2 separate regions of the Mus musculus genome follow, and region 2 is linked to region 1. Evidence: chromatin contacts called from public HiChIP or PLAC-seq data. All regions are on one chromosome and are shown on one strand. Each heading gives the region's core, a stretch centred on a gene start, on an enhancer-like site or on the middle of the called end of the contact. The rest is flanking DNA. Distances are from core to core; before and after follow the strand shown.

The links. HiChIP or PLAC-seq counts read pairs in DNA pulled down with a chosen protein or histone mark.
Region 2: an H3K27ac HiChIP or PLAC-seq map of embryonic stem cells shows a contact between it and region 1, with 8 read pairs. The contact joins the promoter of Cryaa here to the enhancer-like site in region 1. A contact is called at or near these places in 10 of 39 promoter capture datasets (the 3T3-L1 cell line, the HPC-7 cell line, embryonic stem cells and 3 more), 10 of 484 Hi-C or Micro-C datasets (the AML12 cell line, the HL-1 cell line, embryonic stem cells and 3 more), 3 of 115 datasets of contacts at active chromatin or transcription factors (all in embryonic stem cells) and 3 of 9 other capture datasets (adipose tissue, liver and pancreatic islet).

The regions. Positions count from the first base shown.
Region 1 is chr17:31,585,623-31,590,842 of GRCm38.p6, forward strand. Pknox1 (Pbx/knotted 1 homeobox) reads left to right here. Exons shown (of 11, transcript NM_016670.3): 3 at 2,838-2,965; 4 at 4,981-5,152. Among named protein-coding and RNA genes, the nearest start is that of Pknox1, 23 kb to the left of the region's middle. Within about 2 kb of position 2,734, at least 10 of the 459 cell types and tissues checked have an H3K27ac peak or open chromatin away from gene starts, as enhancers often do. A contact at or near this core is called in embryonic stem cells and liver, where this site is marked.
Region 2 is chr17:31,674,900-31,680,119 of GRCm38.p6, forward strand. Cryaa (crystallin, alpha A) reads left to right here and starts at 3,032. Exons shown (of 3, transcript NM_001278570.1): 1 at 3,032-3,290; 2 at 4,660-4,782. The coding sequence starts at 3,102.

The sequences.
Region 1 (5,220 bases), core at 1,484-3,983:
GACCAGGCTGGCCTCGAACTCAGAAATCCACCTGCCTCTGCCTCCCAAGTGCTGGGATCAAAGGCGTGCGTCACCACGCCCGGCTGACTGTTGTGTTTTGATGAGGGAGACTAGTTGATGGTCTGCTCACTGAGGCTGTCCAGTGTTTTTCATTGTTGTCCAGTGCAGTGTGTGCACCCATGGCGATTGAGGAGCCGAAGCTCAGCTGACTTACTGGCCCCGCCCCTCCTTACACCAGGGGTCCTGCTGAGTGCTCCCTGGCTGGTCTCAGTTGGGCTGTTGTGTGCCTACTTGGCAGAGTAGGCAGAGAAGGACTACCACCTGGCCTCTCTTGTCCCAGCCTGAGGATTTGAGGGAGACCAGGGGAGTCTGTCAAGGGTGTGTGGGAGCGGAGGCAAGCTCTGCCCCCCTTTCCTTGATGACCAGTTTTGCACCACTTCTGTCTGCTTGCAGATAGTAGGTTTTGTTTAGTGTTTTTTACTATTTTGAGTCTGCCTTAGGCCTTTTTCTTTTCCTTCACCTCCCCTTCCCTTCCTTCCTTCACACCCCCCCCCCCCCAAAACACTTCCCTCTTCTTTTGCTGTTTTGTTGTTTGCAGACCGGAGCCTCAGGCTGGCCTCTAACCTTCCTGGTCTCGGAGGATGACTTTTAACTCCTGCCCTCCTGCCTCCTGACCTCCAGAGCTGAATTACTGGTATGTGCTACCACACCCAGCACGGGGAGGCTGTTTTTTTTTTTTTTTTTTTTTTAAATAATGCAAATCTAATAATATATCTCTTCCCTGAGGCCTGAAATGCTTGTCAGGCAAGATCCAAACTGCCCTAGCACGCATGCTAGACCATTAGGCCACCTTTCATCTCCAGACTATCAGGAATCTCTGCCTAGAGGCTCTGCCTCTGGCTGCTCCAGCTGCCCACCCTCCCGCCTTGTCCTTTAGGTCTTTGTTCAGACTAGTCTTCCACCTGTCTTCTGTGTATATCCTATACCAGACAGAATGGTGGCAGCCTCCTGCAGTAGGGCCAGGTGCTCTTTCAGGGACACTCCATGTCCCTCCCCCATGTGGACAGTCACACCATCCTGGAATGCTTTTTTTTTTTTTAACATTTTTTTTCTTTTTCTTTTTTTCCCCGAGACAGGGTTTCTCTGTATAGCCCTGGCTGTCCTGGAACTTACTCTGTAGACCAGGCTGGCCTCGAACTCAGAAATCCACCTGCCTCTGCCTGAATGCTTTTTTTTTTTTTTTTTTTTTTAAGTGTTGTATTTATTTTATGTGCATTGGTGTTTTGTCTGCATGTATGTCTGCGTGAGAATGTCAGATCTTAGAGTTACAGGCAGTTGTGAACTGCCATGTGGGTGCTGGGAATTGAACGCTAGTCCTTTGGAAGATCAGTCAGTATTTTTTTTAGCTTCTGAGCCAGCTCTCCAGCCCCTGTGATTTTTTTTTTATACACACCATCAGGCCATCTTTAAAAGGATTGTGTTTGTTTAGGCTTTCATTGCATATTTGTTTATTTAATTTTCTGAGGTCATATCTCACTGAATAGCCCTGGCTTGCCTGGTGTTCACTGTGTAGACCAGGCTGGCCTTAAACTCACAGTAATCCACCTGCCTCTGCCCTTGAGTGCTGGGATTAAAAGTGTGAGCCACCTTGTCTGGCTAGTTGCTTCATTATTATTTTAAGAATATGTATGTGTGTGAGCCTGTGTGAGTTGATATGTTCCATACCTGTGGAGGAACCCTCAGAGGCCAGAAGTGGGTGTTGGGTCCCCTAGAACTGTAGTTAACAGGTGCTTGGGAGCCCTGGGGGTGCTTAGGAACCAAAAGCAGGTTCTGTGGAAGAATAGCCAGCGAGTGTTCTTCGCTCTCTAGCCCCCAGGTTGCCTTGTTTTTTGAAAGTAAAAAAAAAAAAAGAGAGAATTCTCCAAGTATGTTGTGCCATCTCTAAAGGCAACAGGATGGATGTCCTTCTGGACTGCTGGAGAGCATTCTGGGGGACAGCATTGGGGGTGGGGCTCCTGGCTGGTGCTCCTTCAGGATGTGTGGAGACAGGGTGGCCTCTAAGGACAGTTTGACTCTTATGTCAGTAAGTTTCGGGGGGAGGGGTAACCAATATTTCATTAAGGACTTAAATACATTTTATCTAAGAGGCAGGTACATAGCTTATTTACCACAGTGAAAATGTTACAACCTAGTAAACACAGCTGGCCTTTACTTTCTAGATAAAGTGCCCTTTGTTTAAAATTGTATGTTGGGGTAGAAGAGATGGCTCACTGGTTAGGAGCTCATACTGTTCTTACAGAGGGCTGAAGTTTGCTTCCTAGAACCTCACACTATGGTTCACAACCACCTATCACACCGCGCATGTGTGTGTGTGTGTGTGTGTGTGTGTGTGTGTGTGTGTGTGTGTACGTGAGTGTATGCTGGGGGTCAGAGCTAGGAAGGAAGTTGCACATGACCTATATCCCCAGCCCATGTTCACATTTGCATAATGGCACAGGGTTCCGTGTGGGAGAACTTGAACCTGAGTGTTTTGTATATGAATATAAGAAGAACAGACCTGCTGTTCACCCTCTCGCCAAGTCACTCACTGGGAGCTGTGTGGCTAGAAGAGTCAGCTTCTACTGTGTAGTGCCTGTCAGCCATGCACACTGACAGCTTCCAAGTCCTCTCACTTCCTAATACACGTGCCCTTTGTGCTGTCTGCTCTTAGACATTCGAGAAAGAGTCCAAGGGTTGCTGCTCTTGGTGGTGTGTTGTTATTGGCAGTTCTGTAATCGTCCAGTTCAGTGTTAGCAGCACTGTTTATGTATTCTGTAACAGAACTTCGTCTTTTACAGATGCAGGTGGTCACGGAGTTAAAAACAGAGCAAGATCCCAACTGCTCTGACCCAGATGCAGAAGGAGTGAGTCCTCCTCCCATCGAGTCTCAGACCCCAATGGATGCCGACAAGCAGGCCATTTATAGGTAGTGCCTGGGTGTGGACTGTGTGGTTTTCAGAGGACTAGAGAGGATGCACACGTGTGAAGTGGAAGTCAGAGCTGGGATCTAGACTGACACTTTCCAGGTTGAGATGGTACTTCTAATAATAAAAGAATAATAATATAAACCTGAATTTGGGTAACCTTTCAGGAAATCTTCAGGCAAATCATGGTGGTGCACATTTAGAATCTCAGCACTGGGGAGAGGCAGTTCCAGACCAGTCTGGACTACATAATAAGACTCTAAGAGGGAAAGTGGGGTAGAGCTGGCTCAGCAAGGCAAGCACTTACCATGCAAATGAGATGACCTGAGCTTGACTCCGAACCCACAGAGAGTGAGGAGAACGCCACAGTTTTGTCCTCTGACCTTCACATAGCTGCGCAGTTGTAGAAACTGTCGTTTTGTTCTCTTGACCTCAACTCCTCAGGTATCTCCTGAGAGAGCACTCACTTCAGTTATGTAGTATCTTTTCTTGACTGGCTCCCTTCACATCAAATGTTTTAAACAGGACTGTAATATAGAGTCTGCTGGGACTTTCTTCCTCTTTGAGGCTGAACCACTATTCCACTGTTTATATACTACATTTGTCTATCAGCAGATACTTGAGCACTTGGGTTTAGGTTGCCTCATACTTTTTGAGTTAGGATCTCTCTGTAGGCCTGGCCTGTTCTGGAACTCACTACATAGATAAAGCTGGCCTTGAACTCACAACGATCCTCCTGCCTCTGCCTCCCAAGTGTGCCACGCACCTGGCCGTGCTTCCTCCCTTTGACAGTAGTGCACTGTGACACTGTGAGCACAGGTATGTAGATGTATAGCTAGCTGTACACAGCACAGTGTGTTAGAAGCTTCACTCTTGATCTTCACACTAGAAACAGCCTGGGCCCACTGAAAGGAAGGCATGTGGCTGCACACACGTGTTCACATGAGCCCCAGCTATCGGAAGCCCTTCTCCAAAGGCTTGCATTTTGCATAATTGCTTTTCCATTACACCAAGAGAAAACTTGATGATGGTAACCCCTGCTGGGACCAGGGCTTCCAGCGTGGTGCTCAAAGGGACAGCAGGAAGGACTGGGAGTCCTGGAGCTGCTCTGTGTCCTGTTTGTAGGGATGGCTAGACACACATGGAAGGATGTAAGCACCAAAACGACCCATTTTATTGTTGGGTAGTTCACAATAAAGATTGGAATCCAGGCACGGTATAGTCTGTGCTCTAATCCCAGGCCTTGGAAGGCTGGGACTACAGGAGTAAGAATCAAGGCCAGCCTGGACTATGTAATGAGACAAATAGAACATAGAACAAATAACAAGAAAAAAATTAATGAAAAGATTAGGAGTTTTAGGCTGGGCGTGGTGGCAGTACTTGGGAGGCAGAGGCAGGCGGATTTCTGAGTCTACAGCCTGGTCTACAGAGTGAGTTCCAGGACAGCCAGGGATACATAGAAAAACACTGTCTTGAAAAACAAAAACAACCAAAAAAAAAAAGATTAGGAGTTTTGAAAAAATATTTTCATATAGTGTAGAACTAACCCAATTAAAAATATTTCGTTTCCACTCAGAGTAGCCATACCATAAACAAATTAAAAAACAAGTAACAACAAGTAACGGATGGGTTAAGAGAGATGGCTCAGTAGGGTGGAGATGGGCTGTTCTTCCAGAGGACCCGAGAGATCTGCTACTCTCTCCTGGCCTCCATGGGTACCAGGCATGTACATAGTGTATACACACACACACACACACACACACACACACACACACACACGGAATAAAAATTTAAAAGAATATATAGAAATAAGTAACGGGCAAAAACCATTCATACAGGCCAGACAATGCATATCTGTAACTCCAGGGACTTGAGGCTGAGGCAGGAGAGCCTTGAATTAGAAGCCAACCTGACTGAATAAAGGACCCCCGTGTCAGAGTGGGGAGAGGCCCATTGGTGCACACATCCCAGAGTGTTCTGGAGAGATGTGGCACACCCTCGCTGTGTTTCCCCACAGGCATCCACTATTTCCGTTGCTAGCTTTGTTGTTTGAGAAGTGTGAGCAGTCCACACAGGGCTCAGAAGGCACGACGTCTGCCAGCTTCGATGTGGACATTGAGAACTTTGTCAGGAAGCAAGAAAAGGATGGGAAACCCTTCTTCTGTGAAGATCCGGAAACTGACAACCTAGTGAGTAATGTCCATGCTTCGATTCTACTTTTTGTGATTGAAATCTGCTCATGCAGTTTACCTTCCGG
Region 2 (5,220 bases), core at 1,782-4,281, 90 kb after region 1:
AATTAAAGGAGTCAAGATGACTTAAAAAAATCTATGATAAAAAAATTATGGGCTGGAGAGATGGCTTAGTGGGTAAGAGCACTGACTGCTCTTCTGAAGGTCCTGAGTTCAAACCCCAGCAACCACATGGTGGCTCACAACCATCCATAATGAGATCTGATGCCCTCTTCTGGGGTGTCTGAAGACAGCTAGAATGTACTTACCTATAATAAATAAATCTTTAAAAAAATTATGAAACTTGTGTGTGTGTCTGTGTGTGATATTGGTAAGTGAACTTAGGGGTTTATACATGCTAGGTACAGCCCCCAAGCCTATATATATATACACACACATATGTATGTATATATACATACACACACACACATATATATATGCAGGGTTTCATGTAGCTCAGACTAGACTTGAACTTGCTAAGTAGTCAAGAAGGACCTTGAACACCCAACCTTCCCACCTTTACCTCCTAAGTGCCAGGATTAGGGTTATAGAAGTACACTACCACCCCTGGCCTCTGTGGTGCTAGGGATCAAACCTAGGGCTTTATGCATGCAAGGCAAGTGCTCTGCCAACTGAGCTGCATCCCCAGGCCTCCCTTGCTTTACTTTTGAGACTGTTCACTAAGCTGCTCGGGCTGCTTGGTGTAACCTTGAGTTTACCCTAGCCAAGGTTGACTCTGAACTTGAGATCCTTCTATCTCAGCTTCTGGAGTAGCTACCAGGCCTCAAAGGCTAGAGTTCATAGGTTTATTTTGTTTGGTTGGTTTTATAATTATTATTATTACTATTATTAGTATTAGTATTTATGCATATATGTATGACCACCTTGTACAGAGATTAGAGCTCACTTTGTGGAATCTGTTTTTTCCTTCCACCCTTACGTGCGTCAGAAATGGGTTGTGCTGCAAGCTCCTCTGCCTGCTGATCCATCTTGCTGAACTCCAAATGCCTGATTGTAAATGAACACTACTGCCTTTCTTTTCTCAAGTTCTAGAACAGTTCCTCATAGCCATGATCATGGACCTGGTGTGACTTAGCCTCTCTATGGAGGACATAGCCAGTACTCTTCCATTGGATTAGCCCTTCTCATCTTACAAACTAGGGCCCTCTACATAGTAAGGTACCTCTCTCTATTCACCTCTTGCCATTGCCTAGATGTTGAGCCCAGTGCAATGCAGCAGGGCCCTCTGCCTTGGATGCCCTTCCCGTCTTCCAAGTGGAGTGATATGGTCATACGGTTCAGCCTTCCTAAGCCCCACTTTCTTGGTTTGTACATCGGAGGGACGTAGGAGACTTAGAGGTGCCTGTGCTCACAGATAAGCACCAAGGGAACCTGGAGTTTTAGCATCCAGGGTTCCTTCAAGGGAAAGCAGAAGGCTGGGATCAGATGTATACTCCAGCCTGGTGACCTTTGCGGCATCTGTGTGGCTGGAAACCACACTAGACCCTTCCCCAGACCCTTATCATAAACTTCTTTCTAAATCAATCTATAGACCTCATCATTATGGAAGGTGTTATACATACTTTAAAAAAAGATTTACTATATTTTATGTATATGAGTACGCTGTTGCTGTTCTCAGACACACCAGAAGAAGGCATCACAACCATTACAGATGTGAGCCACCATGTGGTTGCTGGGAATTGAACTCAGGACCTCTGGGAGAGCAGTCAGTGCTCTTAACCACTGAGCCATCTCTCCAGTCCTGTCCTACATACTTTACAAAGACTATTGATGTGGTCATGTCTGATCTGTATTTAAGTTGCTTTGCTCCTCAGAGAGATTATTTATGTGTGCTTTATCGTGTGCACGAGAGTGAATTCATTATCTCCAGAAAATGTCACCAAATTGTGATGTGCTTGAATATGTCTAAAATAAGCCACTCTGGGTCAGACTCCTGAAGTTTGAACCGCCGTCAGCTACTTAGTCATGTTGAACTGAGCTGCTGTTTTGCCTCAAAGATCATCACTCTGCTAGCCGTGGTAGCTGAAGAGACTCCCACTGGGTGATGTTGGGACCTGTCTCCTAGTGTGGTCTGAAGAGCTGCTAAGTTGTAGTTAACAAGTACTAGGGCGGGGGCACACCGTGGGGTGCTCATTGCTTCCTGAAGCGTTTGTCATGTGCATCTTAGCTGGCGGTAGTTTCTGGAACGCCAGGAAACCTCTCCTCTGGGATGACAAGTTTTCAAGTCAAAGGTCTTTGAGGTCCTCAGACAATTTCATCACGTCTGCCAATGCCACACACAGCTGGAGTTCAGGGATGTCTTTTACCTGGTGATACCCGGATGAGAGTCCCGGCTGAGGAGCAGAGTCCTCTCCAGACTCGCCTATAACCATTCACAGGACTGGGCAGAAGCAGCTGGTTTAATAACACCCGTGGTGAAGTCATGTCGGGAAGACCTGAGGCTTTGCTGAGGATGGTGGCCAGAGGGAGGTGAGCGCAGGGTGACCCGCACAGAGGAAAGACCAGAACCACATCCAGCACACAGATCCCCTGCGACCGGCAGGGACTGGAGCAGGATTTGGCCGGTTTCTTCATTGTCTTCTGTCTGCCTTGAAACGCTGTGAGCTGTGTAATGTTTGTTCTGAGTGAGGAAAACAGAAACAAACAAACAACAAACAAACAAAACCAAAGGATGTTCTGCTTTGAACACAACGCTTTCGTTGGCGGTTTCAAGATCTCTGGAGGTTTCGGAGCTCTGCAGATGGCCTGCTAATCTGTGCCTACCTCTCCCCACCTGTGAAACAGGGCTCTGAATTCTTCCTCCAAAGGAGGCCAGGAGGGTGCCTCAGTACAATGTGGGAAGAAACAGTGATGTCCCTTGGCTCAAAGGATAAGGCTCTCCACAGACCTTCTTGGAGACATCTGGTCTGAGAGCCTCTGCTGCTCAGCGTGTGTTGCTGGGGCTGGGCAGGCGGGTGAGCATTCCAGCTGCTGACGGTGCAGCCTCTCCCCCGAGCTGAGCATAGACATTTTGGGAAATCCCTTAATTCCTCCATTCTGTGCAGGCATATATAGGGAGGGCTGGAACGCTAGCTCACCACCGCACTGCCCAGAGGCTCCTGTCTGACTCACTGCCAGCCTTCGGTCCCTGCATCACCAAATAGAAGATGGACGTCACCATTCAGCATCCTTGGTTCAAGCGTGCCCTGGGGCCCTTCTACCCCAGCCGACTGTTCGACCAGTTCTTCGGCGAGGGCCTTTTTGAGTACGACCTGCTGCCCTTCCTGTCTTCCACCATCAGCCCCTACTACCGCCAGTCCCTCTTCCGCACTGTGCTGGACTCGGGCATCTCTGAGGTAAGATGCAACCACACTGGTTCCTCCTAGCTGCTCAGAGGGGTCTTGGTCTTGTCTAGAGGACAGCTAGGGATCCTCGAGGGGCACTATGACCCTGTGCTCTCCTCAAGCAATGTCCCAGCCTCTCCCAGCCTCGTACCCGGCAGAGGTTGGGTGTGCACCCACATGCCTATGCTGAAGCCACCCACATCACCGGGATTGGGGTCGGAGGAGGAGACCAACCAGCCCGAGCCCGACTGCTGTCTTTTCCTCCCATCAGCTCATGACCCATATGTGGTTTGTAATGCACCAACCACATGCTGGAAACCCCAAGAACAACCCCGTCAAGGCAAGTTACATGGCGAAGGCAAGCGTGCTTGACCGGCCACTCCCTGGACTTTCTGTTCTTGGTGTGGGGGTTGGGATGTCCTGAAGCCCAGAGAGGACGGGCTTTCTTACAGCAGGGCAGAACCTTCTGTAGCTGGCAAAGCTGCAGATGGGGCTCCTTTCTAGCTTCCCTGATGACTGAAGAAAGGCCACATCCCTCCCTACCCAAGTGAGCCACAGTTCTAGAAGAGCTGCCTCCCTTTGCTTCAAAAGAAGGCTCCCAGAGCGGATCCAGCTGCAACTCTAGGAAGCAAATTGCCCAAATGCAGGCTCTAGCCAGGGCAGGAAGAGAGGGGTGGGAAAGGCTTTGTGTTAGCAGCTAGTAGTACTGTGGAACTGTTGGTAATATGGACAGGTGAGGTAGGCTCCTGGAGCTATGGATACACCACAGACTTTAGTCCCACCAGCTAGCCAGTTCCCAATTAGCCAGGCAAATGATCCTTAATGAACCCGCCACCCATAATCAACCATAACCAACCAGCTACCTTTAATCAACCAGCTGCTTAATCTGTTAAGAGCCATCCAAACCATAACCGGTCACTAGACCATAATCAAGCAACCGGCCAACCTGTAACTAGCATTTTGCTGACGACCAGGCAGCTTATGCTAAGTCATAAGCCATAACCTGGACTCTAATCAGCCAAGGCACTCACTGACCATTCAACCATTCTACTCTACCCAACCCTCTAATCTATAACCAGTTAGCTTAATCTATAATCAGTTGTCTGACCCAGTATACCCAGCAATGAATCGGCACTGCCCAGTCCTTGGGTCTGGAGGTCAATGTGGATCTTACCTGTGGGGCCAGGTGACAGTCCCAGCCCCAGGACACACCAGCTTTCTTGGCTTGAGGAAGCAGAGGAGTGACGGTTGGTTCTGATGGCTGAGCTCTTCCTTGTCCTATGTGATCCAGCCCATCAGGGACCATACAGCTGTTCCCCCATCCTTTGTCTCTGGAGCTGGTGGTCCTTTGGGGAGCTCCAAACGTGGGTTTGGGTTTCAGGTCCGATCTGACCGGGACAAGTTTGTCATCTTCTTGGACGTGAAGCACTTCTCTCCTGAGGACCTCACCGTGAAGGTACTGGAGGATTTTGTGGAGATTCACGGCAAACACAACGAGAGGCAGGTGAGTTTGGGCAGCATCCCCATCTGTGTGGGTCCTGTGCTCCACACCTCCCTCCCCCAGAGAGAGCATGGGAGGCTGTTCTGTCTGGGAGGGGCCACATCCTCCTGTGCTGTGCTGGCCCCTCCCAGGACCATGTAGGTCACAGTCCTCAGCCCTAGCAGGGCCAGGCAGCAGGATTAAGTGGGATGAGGATCCTTGTATGAAGTACAACTCTAGCTGTCCCCCTGGATCTTCTGGGTGACAGGGGATTAGAAATGATCACAGGAAAACAAAGAGCTGCAGATTTTGCCCCCCCCCCCAACTCTGGCAAGCCATGTTTTTCACAAGCAACCTGGCTGGGGAGGCAACAGAAGAGCTGACTTTACATGCACCAGATGTTGAGCAGCCCCTGTGGTATTTCTGTTAGTGGGTGGCAGTCCTGGGGCGTTTAGGAGGTCC